3 separate regions of the Mus musculus genome follow, and all the other regions are linked to region 2. Evidence: chromatin contacts called from public Hi-C and promoter capture Hi-C data. All regions are on one chromosome and are shown on one strand. Each heading gives the region's core, a stretch centred on a gene start, on an enhancer-like site or on the middle of the called end of the contact. The rest is flanking DNA. Distances are from core to core; before and after follow the strand shown.

The links. Promoter capture Hi-C pulls out the DNA fragments that hold promoters and counts their contacts. A called contact is a pair of places that touch in the nucleus more often than the background predicts.
Region 1: a contact with region 2 is called in a Hi-C map of muscle stem cells, with 4 times the contacts expected there. The contact joins the enhancer-like site here to the promoter of Clcn3 in region 2. A contact is called at or near these places in 1 of 39 promoter capture datasets (the HPC-7 cell line), 1 of 484 Hi-C or Micro-C datasets (muscle stem cells), 3 of 115 datasets of contacts at active chromatin or transcription factors (embryonic hindbrain, stem cell-derived neural progenitor cells and trophoblast stem cells) and 1 of 9 other capture datasets (adipose tissue).
Region 3: a promoter capture Hi-C map of cranial neural crest shows a contact between it and region 2. The contact joins the enhancer-like site here to the promoter of Clcn3 in region 2. A contact is called at or near these places in 2 of 39 promoter capture datasets (the 3T3-L1 cell line and cranial neural crest).

Annotation. Positions count from the first base shown.
Region 1 is chr8:61,605,340-61,609,096 of GRCm38.p6, forward strand. All of the region lies in intron 10 of Palld (palladin, cytoskeletal associated protein), which reads right to left. Among named protein-coding and RNA genes, the nearest start is that of Gm35254, 13 kb to the right of the region's middle. Within about 2 kb of position 2,407, at least 210 of the 459 cell types and tissues checked have an H3K27ac peak or open chromatin away from gene starts, as enhancers often do. A contact at or near this core is called in the HPC-7 cell line, adipose tissue, muscle stem cells and 1 more, where this site is marked.
Region 2 is chr8:60,981,324-60,984,657 of GRCm38.p6, forward strand. It overlaps Clcn3 (chloride channel, voltage-sensitive 3), which reads right to left and starts at 1,988. Exons shown (of 13, transcript NM_173873.1): 1 at 1,453-1,988.
Region 3 is chr8:61,669,421-61,673,304 of GRCm38.p6, forward strand. All of the region lies in intron 10 of Palld (palladin, cytoskeletal associated protein), which reads right to left. All of the region lies in intron 2 of Gm51575 (a long non-coding RNA gene), which reads left to right. Among named protein-coding and RNA genes, the nearest start is that of Gm51576, 14 kb to the right of the region's middle. Within about 2 kb of position 1,846, at least 10 of the 459 cell types and tissues checked have an H3K27ac peak or open chromatin away from gene starts, as enhancers often do.

The sequences.
Region 1 (3,757 bases), core at 1,157-3,656, 620 kb after region 2:
GCCATAGGAAGACATTGGGTCCCCTAGAACTGGAGTTCAGGCAGCTTTAAGTTGCTCTGTTGTTGAACACGGGTCCTCTAGAAATGTAGCCAGAGCTCTTACCCATTGAGCCACCTCTTCAGTCTCCCTGCTAGTTGTTTTCATTGTTGTTGTTGTTTGCTCTTAAATATTGAGTCAGTTTATGAAGCATTTCTAGGCTGCAGTTGACCATCTAAAGGAGACAATTTTGAGTATAATAGTGTCTAATTTCCATTTTCAATTCTCTGACTGTGACTGTGACACAACCCTTGCATGTTACAGAAGAGTGGGGCAGGTGGCACTAAGTGAAGATTATGTTTACATTTAAGGAGGTGTAGACCCAGGATGTACTTAGCATGCTACAGTCATCTAAAGGTGGTGGTCAGTCTTTGGGGTGTTGAGACTGTTTATCGCCCATCTGTCAGATCTGTGCCCAGACTCTTCTAGTTCTTATTAGATAGAGGTCTAATACGTCCTTATTCAAATGTGGGTGGTCCCCCTGTGTATCTGGAGTGGGAAGAGAAGAACAGATCTGTTCTCTACCCTAACTTAAAGCTGTCAAAGGACTTAGGTTCATTCAAGATTTTGAAAAAGCTAACTCAGGACCAATGCCTTGTATTCCTCATTAGCTGTGTCCATTTAAATAGGTTTCTAGTTATCAGGAAAGAAATTCCATAATGTTGGGTTTGTGGCACCAACCAGTGACAAGAACACAAAGCAAATCAGATGGCATTTCTTATTATGCCTAGGAGTATTTGAAACTCTTCTTCTCAAGCCATGTCCTGTCTAAACCATAGTGTAGACAAATACTAATACTACTACTACTAATAATAATATTAGTCCTCATCCATACTGTCATTCATAATGTTGCTTTGGGAAGTCTGGAAGGTGGTATTTTGAAGACACACAATGGAGGTTCTCTTCAACAACTTCAGTAACAACTTGCATATTTAAACTATACACAGTAAGGAACTCCTAGTACATAATGGATACTTGACTATTAGGGTAAGTAGTCTGCATTGTTTTTAAAGGATGCTTAAAGTCAAGGTTTAAGATAGTTAAACATTGTCTTTCAAGGTTCTTAGTAACTTCAGTTATTTTCATTTACAAAGTTTTAATAGTTACAGATAAGAGAGGGCCCACGGAGTTTCCCAGTATTCATCTTGTGTGTTTTTGTGTGTCTCTGTGTTACAAGATACAGTTTATTTATTACTTCAGCAGTTTCTAAGAGCTTCTAAGCATGTCTGCAGTTGTCTACAAAATACCACAGAAAAGGCTAGACACAGCCTGTATGTTTCTATGTTTCACCACTGTTTAATAGCTAGAGATGCGTTCACTGTCGACTTTGTGTGTGTGTGTGTGTGTGTGTGTGTGTGTGTGTGTGCGTGAGAGAGAGAGAGAGAGAGAGAGAGAGAGAGAGAGAGAAATTCCTTTGCCATTCTGCCGCATTTCTTTCCCTCTCCCAGATTGCTTCCACTCTGACACACTTCTATTCTGAAAGATTTCAGCATCGACTTCCTTATTTGGTCGCTGGAACTGCTCTTTGTCTCGTTCAAACATTCTGCTAAGCTTGCAGACTGCCTTCATCCCCGCCCCCTTGCCCACTGCTCCCCCTTCACTCACACACACACACACACACACACACACACACACACACACACACACACACACGTAGCTGGCTTCCACTGTTTGCTCTGACTCAGCCTTCTCTGAAGTTCATTAGCCAATCAGCCACCAGTTATGCCCATTTAAGGAGTACCTTCTGCAAATCAAAAGGAAAGAGAGTTTGGGAGGATTGTTACTCTGCAGCAGTCACTGGAATTCACCCCAAAGTGTGTATTTCACACCGCTGCTTTTCTCATGTAATAAGGTATGTATTAAAAAAGAAAGAAAGAAAGAAACCAACCCCAGGTAAACCGTAAAATAACCCAAACCCTCAATCCTTCTCACCCCAGGCTACTTAATTAAAGGTTAATGGCAGCATCCTGCCACTTAGCTCTGGCTGACAGAGTGTGATCTGGTTTGGTTTTCAACTTTCTCCATGCCAAATGTTCCAGCTAATACTTTAAGAAAATATGTAGCACAGGCTTAAGTGGCTCTGCCAACACATAAAGTAAAGGTCTGTGCTCCTAACCAAAGGAGACACATTTCCAATGAATTCTGTCTCCCTTGCTCTCTGGAGTTGAGAACAGCCAGGCATCCGAAGCAAGCGTGGAAGAATCCTTCCTGGCCTCTCAGCTTGGATGTGTATGGAAAAAAGCTCCCCGCTCTACATTCCCTATTTAAGAAAGAAGCTGCCCCAGCCCCATCCAATAAAACAGAGTAGTGTTTCCTTACGTATAAACAACCGAGAAATTCCTCCCAAGCAAGCACACAGCCTTTTGGGTCTTGGAACAAAGTGGCCGGTGGTATTTATTATGTCAAATAAACACATCATCCACACTGCAAAGGGGAACCTGAAACAATAAGCTGAACAAAGCAGTTTTCCAGCTTTTATTCCCTTAGCAATTAGCCTTTGTCTAACTGGACTGAAAAATTAAGAAGGAACAATATTTTTTTCAAAAGGTACCCTTATGCAATTAATATCCACAGTTTGTTCCCAAGGCTTGTTCAAAAACAAAAATAAAAACAAAAACAAAACACACACACACACACACACACACACACACACAAACACACACACACAAAACAAAACCAAAAAACCAAAACCAAAAATGGAGTTCACTTCCAGAGGCTAGAAACAAAAATATACAGGATATACTAAAGTTGGTATTATTTCTTATTTAGCCACCAGTAACGATCTTTTTTCTTCCTTTGTCCATTGTGGTAGTTGCTGAGGCCTCATTATTTGCCAGGCTTTGTGCTAGATGCTGCTACCAACACTCAAAGCTACCAGTCTGGTCATTGCACAAAGCATACTGAAGGACCCAGAAAGCATTCTTGTCCCTGTCCTGGTACCATAGTGCTTACCATGGTGAGTGATGTGGAAGCAGCAATTGGCTTACCAAGTTCTCAAAGTTTGTGCCGTGTTGCCCTTCTTTATTTAGGATACTTTGAGACGGGCTTGGATGAACTTTTGTTGGAGAAGACTCAGATCATTCTTGGCTGTAGACAGTGCATAAATGTACCTTCTGCAAGCTCAGCTCTGTGTCTGAGTACAGCCTAGTCCACATAGCAAGTTCCAGGCCAGCTAGGGCTACACATCGAGACCTTGTCTCATCTCACTGCGCATGTGCATGTACACACACACACACACACACACACACACACACACACACTCGTACTCAAATACACGCTTCCATTTATTTCTATTACTTATACCCTCAATGAGTCTCAGGTGTTTTACAGTGTGGCTTATGGGTTCAAATTTGTTTAAGTTTTACAACATATGAAACTTGTGAATTTTTTAACACCCCCACCCGTGTGTGTGTGTGTGTGTGTGTGTGTGTGTGTATGCAGACATGTACAGTGAGTTTGTATGTTTGTCAAAGTACTACCTTAGCTGTTTACTGTAGCCTCCCATCTGTTGGGACAGTCTCTGAGATTCACTGGTGCAGTAGGCCTGTGAACTCCTGGGAATTCTCCTGTCTCTGCCTCCTAGCTCACTATAGGAGTGCTGGGATGATGGAGGAACGTCACCACCTTTGGCTTTTACATGGGCTCTGAACTCAGATCATCATTGTTATACAGCACATTACCATTATGTCATCTCCCCAGTCCCAGGAAGTGGGGAACCTGT
Region 2 (3,334 bases), core at 738-3,237:
AGACCTTAGGAATGATAGTTCAACTCTTTCTCAAGTTTCCACACTTGTTAATTGGAAAAAAGTCAATGTATTTACTTTATGGAATTAATGAAAAATAAATTGAGAGAGAATGTATTCTATTTACATGTATTATATCATATATTTTGGAAGTGTCTGCTAACAATTTTGACTACAAAGCAAGTAGAAATTCTACAAAGCAGAATCAGTGGTCAAACCCCACAGGATGCTGCTTTGATATATGACCCACCACAGAGATCAAATCTGGCTTCCTGAGAAGTCTGAAAATTATTACCAACTTGTCACAACAGGAAACAGAAAGCCTATCACCAACATGACCTGGACATTTGCCATTTTTCTACCAAAAAGCCCAGAACTTTAACAAATCTGTTCTTCTGAACTCCATATATTCAGAATCAGAATAATTCTTTAAAGTTTTCATAAGGTACATAGACGGCACTATTTCCAAGCAATGACCTTAGTTATTTATACTGACCTCTTAAAATAATTTGAGCTGCCACTCAAAGAGAGGCTTTGAAGTAAGTAGCAAAGGGAGAGGAAGGGGCAGGGGTTGAACAGTATCTGTGATAAATTCTGTCAACACCATATAAACATTCAATGTGAGAAAATACCCATACGTCATACACTTAAATTTAAAGCCATATTTAAAAAACAACAAACAACACATCAGCAGAAACAGCACCTCTCAAAACTGCTCAACAACATCCACATAAGCATTGGACTTCTTGTATATACTCCCGAACTGAAAAACCATTTTTTTTTTTTGTAATTTACAGAGGTATGTAAAACTGACCCAAGGAAAATAATCTAAATTTTTCATGGGTAAAAAGTACATCTACAAAGTATCAGTTATATATAAGCCACAGTGATCGTGCAGGAACTGAATACACGGCTCAAAAAAAGTTTGCAGAACTGAACTTTTTAAATTTTATACTCGCACACGCGGAGAGGTATTAAAAGGTTTGGTCCAATTGTCTTAAAGAGTCATCCTTTTCAAAGGAAATCGAAATCTCGGCCTAGAATTAGAACACACCCGATGAATATGCAATTAACTTCCTTGTGGTCTAATTTTAAAACGCCATACTTTAAATAAAGCACACAGGACGAAAAGTTCTCTAAAGTAACTTCTGTTTCAACAAGTTTACTACCAAAACGCAAATATCCACACAAAAAATGATTTGATATGCATAAGTCTAAAGACCAAATAAGATAAAATAAAAAAACCTAAACGTTTTTAAACTTGAGCAAACTGTAAATTCAAGACTAATTCTGTGCTGGTTCCTAGTTTTTAATTCTACGTATAGGTCCTTCGAAGGTTCCGGGAGGGAACAGGAGAGATTTTAATGGGCTGGACAGCAGGTAGGTGGGCACCTCGGCCAGAGCCCGGCCTCGCGGTCCACCGTCAAGGCGTGAAGCTGACAGCTGGCGACTCACCTTGCAGCTCAGAGGCATAGCAAGCTGGGCGGCTGGTGGCTGCGCTGCCTGTGGACCCCGCATCTGCTTGCGATCGCGCGCCAGCCGCCCCGGGAGCTTCACCGGGACACCGCTGCCGGGTGGCCACCCCGGCGGACTTTACTGCTACCGGCCTTTCAGGAGAGGTTACGTAAAGGCGGCCAGGTGGGACCGGCGGAGGCTGGTTTCAGGGTGAAGTTCAATCCTCCGGCTCCAGCGGGCCCTCAAACCAACCCGCCTCTGCCCCGACTGGAGGCTCACTGCGCTCTCCAAGGACTACAGGAGCAGTCGCGCTCCACCTCGGGAGGAAAGTAACGCGGTTCTCACGCCTCCGCCCACTCCAGCCTCATCCTCCGGACAGACGGACGGACGGCCCGCCCCGAGCGCACCGGCAACGAGCTGGCGAGGTGACAGCCGAGCGATTCCGCGACCAGCCCTGACCCGCTGAACTGGAAGAGAAGCTGCAGGAGTCGGAGCCCGACAGGTGCGTCGCACGCGCGTGACGTCAGCGCGTTGACGTGAACGGCCGCTCGGCGTCCCACCGTCCAAGCACTTCCACGGCCGCACTGGGAGGCACCTCTGCGCCTATTGGTCGGAATGGAGCGATGGGCGTGACCAGGGCGTGGCCGGGAGAAGACCTCCTAGGGGAGCCTCGAAGGCCACGCTGGGCGGCCGAGGTGCCACCTGCTCTCACGTCGCTCACGTTCTCCCCGGCGGAGAAAGCGCTTCGGAAGTGTGCGGTCCCCGGCATCGTGGCAATGCCTGGCTTCCGCTCAGCGGTGAGAAGCCGAAGCAGGCGGAAGCGAGCGTATGACCCCCGGGGTTCCAGAGCCGCGTCTAATGCTACAGGGCCTGTAATGGTGTACAGAGTGTACTACGGTATCATCCAGCCTTATGCGCCGTCGCAGGTTATGCGCTTTAACAAAAAAATACCAAAGAAAATCCTGATGAGTCCAAATTTAGACACCATGCATTTCCAAAGAGCTGAGGGTTCCACGTGGTCTTACATACTGGGTTCCTGTCGTGTGTCACAATATATAGGAAGCCTGTTCCCCTTGCTCAAGGAGCTGTATTGTGACTCAGCAGGGAGGTGCATAAATAAATTCCTGGCCTCGGCCAGAGCTTGCCCAAGAGCCTGGTGAACAGGTAGGTGCAGTGTTTGTAACTGGACAAGACCTGTGGGACCAGGATGGCAGTCGCCACTGGGTGGCAGAATTAAGACATGTCTTGGTTGAGTGTCTCATGTATATTTATATATCGCCTAATGAATACTAATGTCCTAGTATATTTACTGTCTTACATATATTAAGTGTGACTTGAGCTCTCACTGCTGACATGTAGCCTGATTCTTTTGCAGGGGGAGCGTCTAGATTTTTTATTAAAAGCAGTAGTCATAGCCAATCGATCTATTTTCTATAAAGATGACAGATTCCTTCTGAACTGTTTTAGTTCTTTTGTGAAAGATTACTCCTTTAAGTAGACAAGAAAACTGTCTACTTATACATTTGTTTTCGTTTGTTTGTTTGGTTGGTTGGTTTTTTGGTAACACTTATACACTGATTTGTGAGAATAATTTATTTTAAAACATGTGGTGGGCACAGTTTGTGGCATACCAGAAGTGCTGTGTTCTACTTCAAGCTTGACAGAAGTAAAATACTTAATTTCTGGCATACATCCAACCACACTAGTAGTTCTCAATCTTTACTCTCTTCAGAGAAATAATTTTAACTGTTTCCAGGTTAGATGTAAGCCTTTCTGTAAGTACTCCTGAAGGAAAATGAGATTTTGTAACTTGTGATTCATGTAAAAGAGTTGTCTATGAGCCCGTGGCCTGGGGCCGAGAACAAAGCAGAACAGACAGGGC
Region 3 (3,884 bases), core at 596-3,095, 690 kb after region 2:
ATATGGCTCAGTGCTTGCCTTAGGTTCCATGCCTTGCACTGTGGGGAAAAAGACCCCCACTATTTATAAGTAAATATAAAACCAATGGATTACCTGGATATATGTGAGAAAAAGAGAGAGTGGGAATTTCAAGATAACTATAAGAGAAAGTTTCTTTCTTAAGTTCTGTTTTTGATTTTTGTTTTTAGAATTGTGTCTCACTCTGTAGCCCAGGTTGGCTGAACTTTATGACAATATACCTTCTTTAGCTTCTCTAGTGCTGGAATTATAGGCATGAAACACCATACTCAGCTTTCCTAAGATCTTTTTTTTCTTCTTTTGCTTGTGGGGTGTGTGTGTGTGTGTGTGTGTGTGTGTGTGTGTGTGTGTGTGTGTGTTTGTGGTCATGTATGCCAAAGAGTGCTTATGGAAATCACAGAACAACGATAGAAAATTAGTTTTGTCCTTCCTTGTCATACGGGCTCCAGGAATCGAACTCAGGCCACAAACAGGCTTAGCAGGTAATCCTTTTACTCGCTGAGCCGTCTCTCTGTCGGCACAACATGGTAGAAGGAAGGATTTCTCTAACACAGTGACTTGGATGATATAAGCAGGTCTATGCTAGCTTGCGTACTGCTTTGTCCCAGCATGGGATGCAGCAAGATTGGCAGAATCATCCTAACAATGCCCAGGTTTAGAAAGCTCCAAAGAGCTTTGCTTTCAAGAGCAAGGGTGACAAGGATTACGTTCTGACTTTAGCCACGTGTGCAACGTGCTCGCAAAACGCTCCTCCCGGTAACTTGTTAGCTGTTTTCTGCATGACTTCCTATCTAAACTTATACAGGAAGATGCAGTCTGTCAACCTTTCTAACTCGCCAGCCGTGTCCCTCTTTCTGATGGTCTATTTATGAGCGTCCCTATGTATCTGTATAATTCCCAGGACCTCCAGGGTAAGTTGAACTAGAAGCAGACATTTGTCCCAGTTGGTCAATGGGTTTTCTATACGCTTTGTTCCTTCCTCACTTTAAGGTAGTGGGAGAAAAATAAATAAATACAACATGGAAGGGCTCCCTGGTAGCTTTTTTGCAAGGATTCTAAGTCATCTACCCAGAAACTTGACATATGCCCAAGCAACAAAGGACTCATTGTTAACATTCTTGTAATAACAAAAACATTGTCTGGCCCTGCGGCATGTCCTGTGATGGACATTTTTTTCATGTGACCACAATCCTGTGAAGTTGGCATTGCCACGACTCCATGCTACTGACAAAGATACCATATCTGGGGGCATCGAGCAGCTTATCCAAGGTCACCTATCAGGGTGGCAGGAGTCTGTCTCTGTCCTACACTGCTGTCTTTGGCTGGAAAGAATCTTATTTAAAAACAAGTTCCAAGGTCATAAACTGACACGTATCTGAACGGTGCATTGAATGGCTGTGTTTATTTTTGTTCCTCCCTTAATACCTAAAAGAAGGAGAGTAAAGGAGAGCCTGTATGCTCCCTGGAATCAAGAGTGAGTGGATGGACCCACACTGACTTTGAAGGAGAGAGATCTGGAGTGCCCTAAGGATGAGGTGACCATTGATACTAATTTGAGCAAGGGAAACCTTGATTGCTGGGTCCCTCCCAACGAGGAGGAAAAGGATGGGTTTGAGCCCAGAGGGCAGGCTGACAGTTTGGAGAACCAGCTCTATTCTCCATGCCTCACAGCTAGCCAGCAGTCCCTCCTTTGCCACCTGAGGAGACAGCAAGCTCACATCATGGAGCTAGCTGCACACCCAGAACAACTTCAAGCCCAGAAATGCTGGGCACAGCAGTGTAGGGATGTTACTCAGTTGATAGAATGCTTGCTACAGTGTGCAAAGCCTTGGGTTGGATACCCAGCATCACATAAACTGGGTGTGGTAGTGCATGGCTGAAATCACAGCCCTGGGTGGTGAATCCATAACAATTAGAAGTTCTAGATTATCCTTAGCTACACAGGAAGTCTGAGACTAGCCTTTGACACAAGAGGCTCTGTCTCAGGAAGAAAAACAGAAAAGAAAGAAAGGAAAGAATTACAGAGGTGTGTGTTTAATTTTCATGCTAAAAGCTGAAGGCCAACCATTTCTATTTAGTATCTTCCAAAAGCTCTCTGCCAAGCCCCCTGTCTTTCCTAGTGTACAGAGTAGCAGTTCACAAATTCCAATGCAGCATATAGCTGCAGTCTGGATTTCAGTGTCAAAGGTCATCAAATGATTATGGAAAGCTTTGGGCATGAAATGTAGTTTAAATAAACACAGACATAAAGGAGTTTTAAAGGATGGAGATAATAAAAGGAAAGGGTGGAAAGGGGAAAGAAAGGGCCACAGCACAATAGCTTTTCTCCTTACAAAAGAAAACAAAAACCAAAGGGAGCGATTGTTATCTGTAATGAGATAAAAGGCTCCCTACACTGTAGATATAAAGCACATCAGGCTGCCATAAAAAACAGAACATGAAGGAAGACTTGTGAGCCTTGAATCTGAAAACATGACTTCAACTCAGCAGGAGGACTAGAAGACGAGAGCAAAGAAAGTCACAGGAAGTACACCAAAAATCAGATACAGGAAAACAGGGACGGGCTGGTGGAATGACTTGGAGGGTAAGGATGGTGACTGCCAAGCCTGCCAACCTGAGTTTAGTCCCCAGGACCTGGTGTCAGGAGAAAACAGAGTCCCAGAAGTCCTCTGAGCATCATGTGAGTACCAACGGCTCTAGAGGATCTCCAAACATAGACATATACAAATAAATAAGGAAAAGATTAAACAAAAAGAGGAGATGGGGAGAGAGAGAGAAAGAGGAAGAGAGGAGGTAGAGGTAGAGAGAATTAGAAAGAGAGGGGAAAGATGGGGGAGAGGGAGGGAAAGAGGTGGATGAAGAGGAAGAGAAGGTAGAGGGAGATCGAATGCAAGAGCTAGAAAGAGGGAAAGGGAGGGGCAGGGGGAGGAAGAGAAGGAAGAGAGGAGGTATAGGGAGACTGAATGTGAAAGAGAGAGAAACAGGAGGGGGAGGGAGGGAGGGAGGGAGGGAGACTGATGGGGGAGGGGCAGTATGACTGAGTTGGCCTGCTGGGCTTCAGGATCTGCCTCTTCCTGGCTTTTTCATGTGGGTTCTGGGGACTGAGCTCAGATCTTTCAGCTCATCTAGCAAGCACATTACCTACTGAGCTAATTCTTCACCACCCTTTAAGAGGTTTTTGGTTTGGTTTGGTTTTTGTTTGTTCATTTTTTGAGACAGGGTTTTTTGTTTGTTTGTTTGTTTTGTGTGTGTGTGTGTGTGTGTGTGTGTGTGTGTGTGTGTGTAGATCTAGATGTCCAAGAACTCACTCTGTAGACCTGCATCATCTCAAACTCACAGAGATCTACCTGCCTCTATCTCCTGGGTGCTGGGTGCTGGAATTAAAGGCATGCACCACCACTGTTAGCATTCCTAAGTTTCAAATAGAGATATTAGGAAAAAAAACTATTTAAAGAGAAGAGCTCTGGTGACACAGGACTGAATTTGAGGCAGGAGGATAGATTACTGGAGGCCTGTCTGGCCTATAGAATCACCTCAAATCCAGGCTGGCCAAGGGAGTGTTAAGGTAAGCAGTGGAAGGGGACCTAGGGATGTCTAAGAGTCCAGAACATGTCGGAGGGCCTGCATCTTGTCCTCACTACAGACAGAAGACAGGACGAGGTCACATGCTTCCAGAAAGGAAGAAAGAAAAAGTTCATATAGCAAAGTCCACATTCTAGATAGGTATGACCACCATATTGACACTAGATAGTGGAGTTAGAAGGAATTATCCCAACATGTTTTTAGAGAAAACCAGTAATTCTCAATGCAGCTAAGCTGTCAATTCAGTATGGGGGTGGGGGTGGGGGTGGGGGTAGGGTGGGGAG